Regions from separate parts of the Gossypium hirsutum genome. Here region 1 is linked to region 2. A link is a contact called in public Hi-C data. All regions are on one chromosome and are shown on one strand. The core of a region is the stretch at or near the end of the contact, and the rest is flanking DNA. Distances in the headings are between cores, read along the strand shown.

Region 1 (6,001 bases), core at 1,349-3,848, 240 kb after region 2:
ATATATATATATTATTAAACTGTTGCCAAAAGAACAATCATTAACCAAGCTAGATGCTATGGAACCTACAAGGAAAAAAGCAACTTGTCTGTGATTTTTTTCAGAAGCAAGCTGTGCAGGTGTAAGGCCAGAATTATCAGTGATCATCAAGTCCTCCTTCTTGCCAGCTTGTACTAAGACAGTGCAAGCTTCTAGATTACCCTTAATAGCTGCCCAATGGAGAGGAGTGCAACCTGATTAAAAGATGAAGCATGGTTAGTCAAGCAAAATTATGCATGCAATTAAATATTTCACAGGTACATATTGTCTATACTAGATTAACAGATGAAATTACATAGAAATGGCACTTTAAACCTAAGGATAAGAAAATTACCCTCTTTGTCCTGACGCCCTCTATCTGCATCTAGAAATAAAAGAAGACGTATGCAATCGGCAAAACCTTTATAAGCGGCCCTAGAATTATGCATATTGCAAGGAAGTTAGAATAAATATAACAGATCTGATTCTTGTAAAACTGCATTATGCAATCAAGCAATTTGTAGGAAAGAAATGAACAAAATAGTTACAATACTTAAGCAGTGCAAAGAAATAAATATAACAGATCTGACTTCACATTATGCAGACATATCTTGGACCATTCAAGTGAATAAAGAGCAAGGTAAATGAACTTCCTCTTACCAGTGCAAAGGACTTCGCCCACTATAATCTGGAATATCAGGGTCAGCATTCCATTTTGAAACAATATGATACAGGAAAGCAGTCTGACCATACTGGGTGGCAACATGTGTTACCTGCATCAAATTACATTAAATAAACGTGCATCCATCTGGAGGTTGGAGTGAAAGCAATAAGTACATGTATAACGTTATCATCCCACAATCAAATTGTAAACAGAAAAAATGAAAGCATAAGTTTGTGCATCAACTTAAGAAGCATAAGCCCACACTTGCGTTATAAACTTCAAGACCAAGAAAAAAAAAACACAATTACAAGAAAAGGGAAAAGAAAGTGTATCACCAACAGCAGTAAAGAACAGCTGCATAAATTAGAATATGATAGAGACGATACTAAAAGGAGAAATATTAGAGAGGAAATATAAGGGGGATTTAATAGGTTAGCAAGCCAGAGTAAACAAGAATGCATAGTACTTCAACATTTTTTGAGGTCCTAAACTAGGAGAGAAAGGGAACAAATATCATCTGCAGCAACAGTCTTGACTAAAATGCATAGCAAAAATATATATTCTTTAAGCCTCAAAAGATCAATATGATGTAATGAAAACCATATACTGCTGAGTTCTACTGCTCCTAAAACACATATAAATGATGCTTATGCTGGTATAAAACCAACTTCAAGCAGAGAAGAATGTCTAAAACAGCTAGCACTGTTTAGACATTTATTTACATCACTGATCACATTCCCAAATCCATTTGAGAAGAACCATATAATTTCACCTGGTAGCCATAGATGTCAGCAGCATGCACCCGAGCACCCTCTTGGAGTAAAATATCAGCAACTTGTATCGCACCTCGGACTGCACTCCAATGCAAGGCTGTCTGCCCGTTGTGATCTGCAGCATGTATATCTCCACCATGCTAGCAAATAAAGAAAACCCAAAAACCAGTCACTTCAACCGAATTTAATCCAATGAAAACTTCAATACCAACATGAAACAGCTTAAAAGAATGGATTCCCAAAAACCATTTCAGTAAACCCATTAAAAGCCTGATCAAGCAAACTTTTTAAAGATACGGAATCCATAAACCCAGTTGACTAATAAATAAAATCAACTCCAAACTCTGACAATAAAAGGCAATTCAGAAAATCCATCAAAAAACCATAAAAAGAAGGATAAAAGACCTCGATGATGTACTGAGCAGCAGCTGTTCTATTATTCAAAGCAGCCCATTGGAGGGCATAGTAACCAAGGCCATCAGGCTCGGAAAGAGAGCGACCCTCGTACTCAACCAACCTTTGGAGCTTCTCCAAATCCCCATAAGCAGCAACCGTGTAGACATCATTCCTCAAGCTCTCATCATCAACGAAACCACCAACAACCCCATTGTTCCCTCCCCCATAATATCCATTTCCATTCGCCAGAACGCCATCCAATTGCTTCAAGGGTTGAACGTCTTCAACAACCTCGATCTCCGACGACATCTCTCCAAAAAAACCCAACAACCAAAACAGTCCTACGAAGGAAAAATCGAAATCTCCTTTTCAATTATCTCCGGTTGACTTTGTTTCTGAATATTTTTTTTTAGTTTTCTCTTAAATTGGAAAAAAAATGAAAAATGGTGGGGCCGGTTAGGGTTTTTCGAGGAAAGAAGGGGAAGGGGAAGGGGGGGAGGAATGTGGTTGCGCTTTGGCGTCCTTTGCGTTTTGACTAAAGAGGCCGAAACCAATCGAAAGCCAAAGCGATTATCCGTAGGAATGAAAGTCAATTTCAGAGAAAAGAGAAGGAAGATCCATTGCCGATTGTTTCTCTCTTTTCTTTCTAATGTTTGCTCATTGACCCCGTCAACTTTACCTATTTACATCATTCAGCATATCCCTTTCCTTTTGTCAACTTGTATTTATTTCTTATTTTATTCATTTTTCATCAACGCAACTTTGTATTTCTTATTTATATTTATACTCCTACTATTTTTAATCCACTTAGCGTTATATTTTTTAAAAACCTTTATTTTCATATAAAATATTAAAAAGTTATTTTCTTGAAAATTATTTTTACAGAAAAACCTACCATCCAAATCATCTAACACATGGAGACGGGCTTTGCAAAGTTTTATTACAAGAAGGGATTTATTAAAAATAAATAAAACCTTCTCCAACGTCAATAACAAAATTCTTCTTATAATATTTTAGTTATTTAACTTTTTTAAATCAAATTTTCTTTTATCAAAAGTGGGGTCAATTTTGGTGTTGTCTCTAGTCACACCTTCTATTTTAATTTTTCTTATTCTTAGTCGACATTATCATGATTTTTCTCTACACTTTCGTGGATTTTTGTTTTGTCCATTCAACCTTTTTCTGAAAGCAATTGCAGTTTTAGTTTTTAGTTTTTAATTTTCAATCTATAGTTATTTTCTAGTGTATATATGAGATTTGATAAGGTAAGGGTACCACCCAATAGACCTATTGGGAACTATTCTCAAAGGGCCTTATCATGATAAAGTATAGTGACAGTGTTTTTAAAATTGGAATCCGAGATGATGATGAAAGGATAGACTATCTAAGACTTGGCATTTTGTGCATCACTGATGCGGTGGGTCCCTTGGGACTCTTGGCAGTAGTTTCTTGGTTGATTCGAGTTCAACATTAGGTTGGTTTGACCTTGACAAAATTTGCCTACTATGTTCATCCAACCTTGATAAGAATTGCCTACTATGTTTATTTCTCGTTTGTACAAATTTGAAGATGTTTTCCAAATGAGATGCCTACAAGTTTACCAATTTTTTTAGGCATTGAGTATTAAACCAACTTTATGTCGAGTTTTATAATTTTTAATTGACTAGCTTATCAGAGTAATCCTAAATATATGGAGTTGCAAATGTAAGTGCAAGAATTGTAAAAAAAGGGACATGTTCAAGAATCCCTTAGTCTTTGCATGGTTTCGATAATTTTAGTGCCTAAAGTTGGTAGTTTTAGAATGTATGTTGATTGTAGAGTTATTAATAGTGTTACCATTAAATATAAGCATCCAATTCCTAGACTTGACGATATGTTTGATAAATCACATGGTGCATCCATCTTAATTAAAATTTATCTCAAAAGGAGTTATCATCAAATTCTAATGAAAGGTGATGATAAATAGAACAAGCATTTTAAAACAAATATAGACTTCATGAGTGGTTGGTAATGCCTTTTGGTTTAACTAATGCACCTAGTGTTTTCATGAGAGTGATGAATCACATTTTGAGACAATATTTAGGAAAATTTGTTGTTGTTTACTTTCATGAAATTTTAATCTATAGTGCATAATTAATGACCATGTTAAGAATGTTAGATTAGTTTTGAATTGTTTTTGTTAGGAACAACTTTTATTCTAACATTGAGAAGCATAATTTTTCATAGACAAGTTGATCTTTCTAAGATTTATATTTAGTGCAAAAGGGATTGAATTTGATAAAGAAAAGGTGAGAATCATTCAAGTATGGTCTACTCCTAAATCTAATTTTGACTATAGACTTGCTAATTTGTATAAACATTTTGTGAAATATTTCTACACACTTATTGCCCTACAAATCAAAATCGTAAAAAAGAATATAGGATTTAAGTAGGACAACAAGCAAGAGAAGGCCTTTTAAAATTTGAAAGATAAGTATTGTGGTGCACCTATTCTTAAACTTCCATATTTTAATAACACTTCTAAGGTAAAATGCAATGCTTCAATGTTGGTGTTGGAGCCATTTTAATGCAAGAGGGAAGGCCAATTACTCCACCTATGACAAATAGATTTATGCCTTAGTAAGATCTTTAAAGGTGTGGTAACACAACTTATTGTTAGAATCCTATTACAAGTCTGAAAAATAAAATTAAAGTAATCAAACATTCATCAAATCATAGTACAAAGGAAGAATAAAACATACATTTAATCGAATTCTTCCAATGATCAGTTTGAACATTTTTATTACCCTAAAACACAAAAATCAGTAGAAGAAATAATACTTTGAATAGGGTAGTTGCCATCCTTTGTAACAACCCTTGTAACAGCCCGTTTTCAATGAAATCGGAACATTGGTTTCAGGACCACAAACCCGAGTTGGAAAGAAAATTTATTTTAATATTATTGCATGGTCTATATTATGATAGGAAAGACATATGAAAATTTTGATAAGAAAATTTTACTGATTTTGTGTTTAATTATAGAAAGGACCAAATTGCATGAAATGTAAAAGTTTAGTTCTAGTAGCTATAAGTATCAAATAGCTATGGAATTCAAAATTGGAGGTCCTTATATGGTAATTAGACCATTAAGAAAAGTTACTAGATATTTTTGATGATTCATACATGGAAAATTAAAAAAAGAAAAGGTCTAAATTGGAAATTGAAATAAATAAAAGATGATAAATAAATAAATATCAAATATTATCATTTTATATCATATTCTTCCCCAAATTCTATAGAAACCCTAGGAAAGAGAAAGAAAATCAAGCAAGCATAATTGAGTAAGTAATCTCGTCCCGGTTTTTAGTAATTTTTATATTTTTGAGATCGGAATAACCAATCTAGCTATTTTGGGGATTAATTTGTAAAGTAATTTTAGTATTAAAATTTTTCCATGGATGAATATGCTGAAATTTTGAAATTTATGGTAGAAAATGAAAGGTTGTTGATAGATAAACAACTTTTGTAAAGTGAATTTTCATGAAATTGTGATTTAGGGACTAAATTGTAAAGATGTAAAATTCATGAAAAAATTCTGATTTTTATGAAATATATGTGCTATAAATGTTATATATAAAAATCAGTTAGGCTTGGAATAAGGATTAAATTGTATGAATTTCATTTTCCGAGCCTAGGGACAAAATCGTCATTTATGGAAAGTATAGGGGCAAAATGGTAATTTTGCTTAGGGTGTGAATTGAATTAAATTGAGTATGAAATGGATTAAATTGACATTAAATTCATTTATATAGATCCGAATAGATCTAGTATGGAGTTGGATCGAGGAAAACAAAAAAGTATCGGATTAGTAAATCCTTGTATACGAACGCTTATTGAGATAAGTTCGTGTAACTAGATTATGTATATTAATATGTTTGGAATTGAATGTTGAATATGTGTGAATTGTATAAATATTTAATGTATAAAATTAATTACATGCTTGATATTGCTCAATAAGTATAAATCCCGTTTGGAATAGATGGAATTCGATGAATATAGGATTTCCCAATTGGTTGTGGTCTTGCATCTGTTGCGAACACAGCATAGCTTTTATGAGCATTCTATTATAAACCCTCTCGAGCTTCCTATTACATGGTTCCTACGAGCATCC
Region 2 (6,645 bases), core at 4,118-6,617:
CCACGTAAATTAGCCACTTCAATTGTATAAAAGAACATATTAACTCAATAGAAAGGACAGGACAATTAAGAAAGCCATCTTAATGGAATCTGCAAACAATGTTATTTATGAAAACAAACCTCACAAGAAGATATGTTTCAATAAATGTATTACTGAAACTCAATCATATTCATAGCTAATAGCAAGATTTTAGAACCAGTAGTGTCACACAGGTGTAAGATTATAAGAGATAGATTATTAACCAGACAGGTGTCGCAGTCCACTGCTTCCGACTTCAGTATCGGACAACTCTAGACTTTTGAGGAGTGAAAGGCCTGAAAATAAAAGCACAAGATGAACTCAGTCATGAAAATTTTCAAAGCAAAGGGAGACCCTCCCAACATAACAGTTCAACTAGCAGGAAAATGAAGCATGTCATATAAACCTGTTAAATTAGCAAGGCCTTCATCCCCAATTTTACATGAATCTAAATTCAGGCTCTCCAAATTTGTTAATCCTGGAAAGAAAAGATATACCAAATTAAACAAACTTAACACCATTTCAAATACAAAGGTTGCCAAAATCAAATGTAAAATGAGCCAAAAGAACAATAGTTCAGTTTATTCAAATTCAATCAACAATAATGACGTGAAATGCAAACCAGGATGAGTACATAGGGTAGGCATAGCAGTTATATGGTTTGCAATGGAAATTGTTCACTTTTGGACCACAGGTTATGTTATTTCAATCATTGTAATTGTCAAAATAGAAAGCATAAGATAGCAGTTCGTGAATACCATCATTATAGTTCAATCAAAAGTTTTGCCTGAATAAGTCTAGTGCCAAATCAAAAGCCACACCTTTAACAATATGAAGGTTTCAATTCCCATATTTTATGGCAAGTAACATGCAATTCACTAACCTAGAAAAATCATTAACTCGAAAACCCTCTAATTATTGTTCAAGGAAAAGAAGAATACAAATGGTCCACTCCCAGCAAGAGTTAAATGAGGGAGGGAGGGAGGGAGGAAGGGAGAGAGAACCTTTTAGGTGCACTAAGCATGCATCTGTTATATTGTTAAATGCCAGGTTCAATACCTTCAAACTCTCAAGTCCTGCAAATTAGTAGTAAATAAAGTCAACATTCCAACTATACTTAGCAACGAAGTAGTTCTATGTGTTGATTCAAGAATCAAAACATTGAAAGAAATCAAATACAACTCACCAGAAAACTTGTCACATCCATCATCAGTCAGGCCACATCTTCCTAGATTTAAGAATGCCAAAGCAACAAGAGCTGCACATAGAATAAATATTTTATAATTAACTGAACATGTTATATGTTCTCTGGTATCAAGTTGAATAACATATTACAATCCCAGTCCCAGCTTCAAAGGGAGGAAAAAACTTGAGAGATGGTTGCATAAAACATGAAAATTATTATAGTTCCAGGAAATTCAGTAATCACTCAAACTCCATGAACTTGTTAATGACTCATTGTTTGTTGCACTATGATGAAGTTTGATCTTCTATGCATGATAATGGTCGAGACTCTATCCTTATCCACCTATCTCCCACCTATAAGACAGTACATCAACTAACCAATTTCCCACATGAACCACATATCACTAAATCTGTAGCCACAACCTTGCTCAATGTATAGCAGCTAGTAACTGTACTATTATAGTATCAATGGAAGCTCTGTAACGAGAAACTGTACCTGAGATGGAATCCAAACATCCAGCAGTAACATTACATCCTTCTAGATTCAACATAACAAGTTTGTGCAAACCTGCCATGGACAGGTAAGATGTATTAATCATGTAACAGATGTATGAGGAAATGATCCAAGAACAATTAAGATAAAACAAAGAGAAGTCCTATCCTTCTACATAGCACAGACAAAAATTTGTTCTGTTAGTCCACCACTATGCAAAAGAGCAGGTAGTCAAATACCTCTCAAATAAGACAGCCCAAAATCTGTAACGTTACTATTTGATATTTGCAACTCCTTCAAATTATTAAGCCCTGAAATAAAAGGGAAATGTAAAGCCATACCCCCCAAAAAAATCTCGAATCTACTGCCCTTATGTGAGTTGGTGCGTTGTCAATTATACATACTAAATCTTACTTGACTGTAAACAAAATTAAGAAATAATAATAGAAAATACAGTGGCAAAACCATCAGAATGCAATGATGAGCTTACATGTCAGCTTGACTTATTATTGTTGTGAGAAAAAGTACCACCCTCTATTAGCTAAAAATAATGTCCAAATTACCTGAAATAGCCTTCAAGTCCAAGTCTGTGATACATTTACAGCATCTGATATTAAGAGATTCAAGTTTGGACAAACCTGAAAAAAGTAAAAAAATGACAGCTTCAGAGCGAAGAATTTCTGGAAGAGAGTTGCACTAACCAGCTAACATAGGAACTCCAACTAAAAATTGTGTAATTCATAAAACTTGTTGACTCTTCATTCTAGAATGCATAAAGATCATATTTAAATGCAATATGAGATTGGATCCTGGTTTAGCTTATCTGCCAGCCCACACACTTTCATCCCAATATATGATATCTATTGTATTTCCATTTTCTCATGTTGTTCTCAGAATTGCATGATCAGAATATACTAAATTGCTTATGCAATTGCATGAAAGAAAATAAAATAAAAATATCAATTACAAAATACATGAAATAGAGTTCAGAAGAGGTTAATTGTTACAAACTGCACACTTTTGGAGGTGCAAACAATTCAGTAGAACACAAGCATTCTAAGGTCTCACAAGGATTCATTCAAAACAAACCTTTAATGTGTACAAATCCACCATGAATCCCTGTGCACCTCTCCAGGTCCAACTTTTCCAAGTTTATTAAGCTGGAAAAGGCACACATTCCTTCAGCTGTAATTGCAGCACTCTTTTTAAAACTCAAGGATGTCAAGTTCGTTAGACCTAAAAGTTCAAGGAACATAATGCCCGTGATCAGCACAAAAACAATGTCAAACAGCATGCCAATCCAAAGAACTATTGCATAGATATCCTAACCACAGAACGGCACTATTATGCAAAATTTTATTGTACTATTAATAAAATAGATTATATGGGAATAACATTTCTCTAACCACGATCACTTAAGAGTTTTATGGGATTTCTTTAATTTTTACAACACATTTAATAGATACTTCATACTTAACGGTTTCCAAACATGTTATATTGGAAGCATGCCATCTTTATTTTAGGTTTTTTTTGTTCCCCTTTGAAATATGATTTTAAATAAGAAACAGCACAAAATAGCAAAAGAAAAGCCTTGAAATAGAATCTGCCCCAACTTTTCAGTATCATTGGTCTACTACAGAAAATAAATAAAAGGAAAAACATATACAGAAGACTTGTAATTCTTTACAAGTATCTTGTCAAGCTAGAATCTAGGAAAATGCCAGAAACTGGCCTATGGTAACATCTATACCAAGAAAGAAATAGAACATTACCACTAATATGCTTCAGTCCAATTTCTGAAATATTTTCACAGTGGTTAAAAGTTAAGGCTTGGAGACTCGAGCACTCTTTTAGGAGACCCAAGCCAATATCTGTCACATCAGAACCTGAAAGATCAACAGAAAGTAAAGATGTTCCTTGTGAAGAGATGACATCCATCCAACTATCCTGCACTCCGGGATATTCACCCAACCAAACATCCTGTCAACACCATGAAAATCAGGTAAATTTCATTCTCTGTGAAGACATAAAAAAATAAAGGTGCTCCATTTTTAACCATTTAGGGAAAACTCACCTCTAGAGCACAATCACGAAACTTTTGAAGAAAAACATCAGTAAGAAGATGAGATAGAACCAACTTGTTGAAAACTTGTTGACTTATATCCTTTGGAAGCATTGTGAATGAACTATACTGGTTGATGTCCTGTGATAGGAAAAGAATATAATTTCAAGAAAAAAAGAAAAAAAAATCCCCTAAAGGACATGCCAGATACCAATGTGATAAGACTTACTTCGCATATTTTATGGATGCATAATTCCATGAGAGACGGGCAATTGGCCAATCCAGGCTGGTGAACCACCATGGGCCGAGAAAAGGAGGTTAGAAGCCACTTTGAACTACCACTTTTTCCGTACCTTCCAGACACTCCTCTTCTCATTCCATCTTCAACGACCTGTTGGTCTCTTTTCCTTGAACACACTCCCCCCATTAGACTAATAGTCTAATAAATTATCAATAAATATCATGAAGCAAGAAGAAAAACCAATTTACTCCCCATTTTAGAACCATCAAACATGGTCTGAACTCTGAAGTCTAAACGCTGCTTCACCTTACAACACAACTGAACAGAAACAACAGCATCAGAGAGTCAGCTCTTTAAAGTGTACAACGAATGCAAAACCAAAAGACCAACAAACCCATTATCTCGCATAAGTGACATTGGACTTATGTATAAATCAAAGCTAGCAGTACTCATCCCGAGCATTGTGAATGCAAAATTCTCGTTGGTAAACAGAAACGGCTATAGATTCATAAAAAAAGAAAAAAAAATCAGAGCCATCGAAAGCAACAGTTACAGAGAAGTTCCTGAAATCGAGCTTTGAATAGTTTAAGGGATATCTCATCGTGAGCATTAATTCAAAATAAATACAGTTATTAAAGGGGAAAAAACAGAGCTTAAGAAACAGAACGTTTAAGTGTTTAAATAACAAATTAAGCTGCACCTAATTCTTAACTTGCATCCCGAAAAAGCCAACATACATAAATTACAAACCCCTAGAATAAGTATTCAAAACCCCATTTAAAGGACAACGCATAACCTCCCTCATTAAACCATAAAATAAAATTAATAAATGCAACTAAACATTTAAAAAAATAAAAAGATCATATGAAACGATGATCAGGAAGTGTTTTTACATTTTACACCACATTTACCTGTCTACTTTATCATCAACAATTTTTTTTTTACAAAAAAAAAAAGAAGACAAAAGGTTATCAATGTAACACGTCAAAATAAAGAAAAAAAAACTTCCTCATAAAAATTCGCAATTTAAGGAGCGAAGAGCTAAGGATAGTTGAATTCTGGTGCTTTGGCAAAATAAAATAAAAGAACTTTTAACTTTTTTTTTCCTCTTGAGGAATCAAACGAAGAAAGGACGGAAAAAAGATCCTAAGAAATAAAGACCACAGTATCGAATAACGATCATATTCACAAAAAAAAAAAGAAGAGAGAAAAAGGAGACCTTAGAAAGAGAGATATAATCATCAGGTCATAATCAGAGCGGAAAAAGGCAAAACACTTGCAGAGAAATAGAAATGGAAGGAGGAGGAGGAGGAGGAGGAAGTGAAACTGAAAGAGCAAGAAAGCAGGGGAAACAAGTAGAAGAAGTGAGGGGGAGTTTGTGGAGACTTTGAAGCCGTTTGATGAGTGCCACGTGGAGAAATTTTGATGGAAAAGGACAGGTGGTGGTGTATGAGTAATGTGGGTCCCACTAGTCCCTGTTCTTTCTGCTGGACCGTTTCGGTTAGCGGGCGGGCAAGAAGGGTAAACCAAAAAAGAAAAAAAAAAGTTTGTCCAATTTTATTTTCATATTCTCCTTCGACAAGCTACTTAGTCAATACCCATCATACACGTAGCCGCCATGCTTGTCTTCTTTTATTTATTTATTTATTTTGCTTAAAATCTTTACCTTATGATTTTACATTTTATTTGATCACGCTCGTGACATCATTTACATAATTGTTTTCTTAGTACTCCTAAATAGTGATATTTTTTATTTGCTTTGTGACTTTTAAACGTCTTTTGAAAATTTTAAATTAATGTTTATGAAATTGAAAATAAATTTCAGTTTAATCGATTGAATTGGTTTTGACGATAAAAAGTAAATAAATTATTAAAAATTATAAAAATTGATTTAGTTGTTAGTTAATTAGTTCGCGAGTCAACTTATTTTTCTCTTATTAATTCAATATCTCAATTGATTCTTAATCCTATAGATCAATCTAATTCAAACAACATTTATCAAAATACACTTTTAAACTATTTATACCGGCTTACATATTAGGTTATATCCGATACTAAAAGATTATCCATAAAAAAACAGTTCACAAGGCCTAGAACATTTAATTAATCTAGTTATTAATAACAAAGATTCAACAAGCTTGCTAGAAAGGATCATGAGCAATCAAGGTTGTAAGACCAGCAAACTCGTCATTAAACACATTAAGAAGATCAACACACTAACATAACTAGACCGATAATAAACAACCATGCATCGAGTAACCCAAACTTTTGGTATAAATTACCTAAGTTACAACTATCATTCTATTTATTTACATTATATTTCTTCGATTTATTGGTAAAAAGTCCTCAGTGAAAACTAAAAAATTAATGAAGCCCTCAACAAAATTTAGCACCCAATCGAGCCTTTAAAGGATGAAAAACTAATTAATCAAACTCCTCTGTTAATATTGACCATGTTTAACCATTAAGATTCGCTAATGTGTTTGATAGACCAATCGGAAGACACATAGTAGTCACGTGTTGCCATCCAAATGAATCTGGACAATCATGTGTCCAAGGTCATCCTAGATGTATTTTTTTAAAATATTTATTTTTTAAAAAATATTTGTTGATATGACAAAATGTCATGTCAGCATGATGTACACG

Evidence for each region. Hi-C and Micro-C count contacts between places; a contact is called where the count stands out from the background.
Region 1: a contact with region 2 is called in a Hi-C map of leaf, with 2.3 times the contacts expected there. The contact joins the promoter of LOC107917779 here to the promoter of LOC107917721 in region 2. A contact is called at or near these places in 11 of 34 Hi-C or Micro-C datasets (callus, fibers, hypocotyl and 2 more).

The regions. Positions count from the first base shown.
Region 1 is chrA08:31,951,622-31,957,622 of Gossypium_hirsutum_v2.1, forward strand. It overlaps LOC107917779 (protein S-acyltransferase 24), which reads right to left and starts at 2,599. Exons shown (of 13, transcript XM_016847089.2): 1 at 1,861-2,599; 2 at 1,455-1,595; 3 at 679-791; 4 at 374-453; 5 at 70-233. The coding sequence starts at 2,160.
Region 2 is chrA08:31,707,547-31,714,191 of Gossypium_hirsutum_v2.1, forward strand. It overlaps LOC107917721 (leucine-rich repeat-containing G-protein coupled receptor 4), which reads right to left and starts at 5,368. Exons shown (of 16, transcript XM_016847006.2): 1 at 5,219-5,368; 2 at 3,988-4,317; 3 at 3,771-3,899; 4 at 3,469-3,676; 5 at 2,786-2,932; 6 at 2,260-2,334; 7 at 1,936-2,007; 8 at 1,700-1,771; 9 at 1,205-1,276; 10 at 1,023-1,094; 11 at 425-496; 12 at 243-314. The coding sequence starts at 4,185.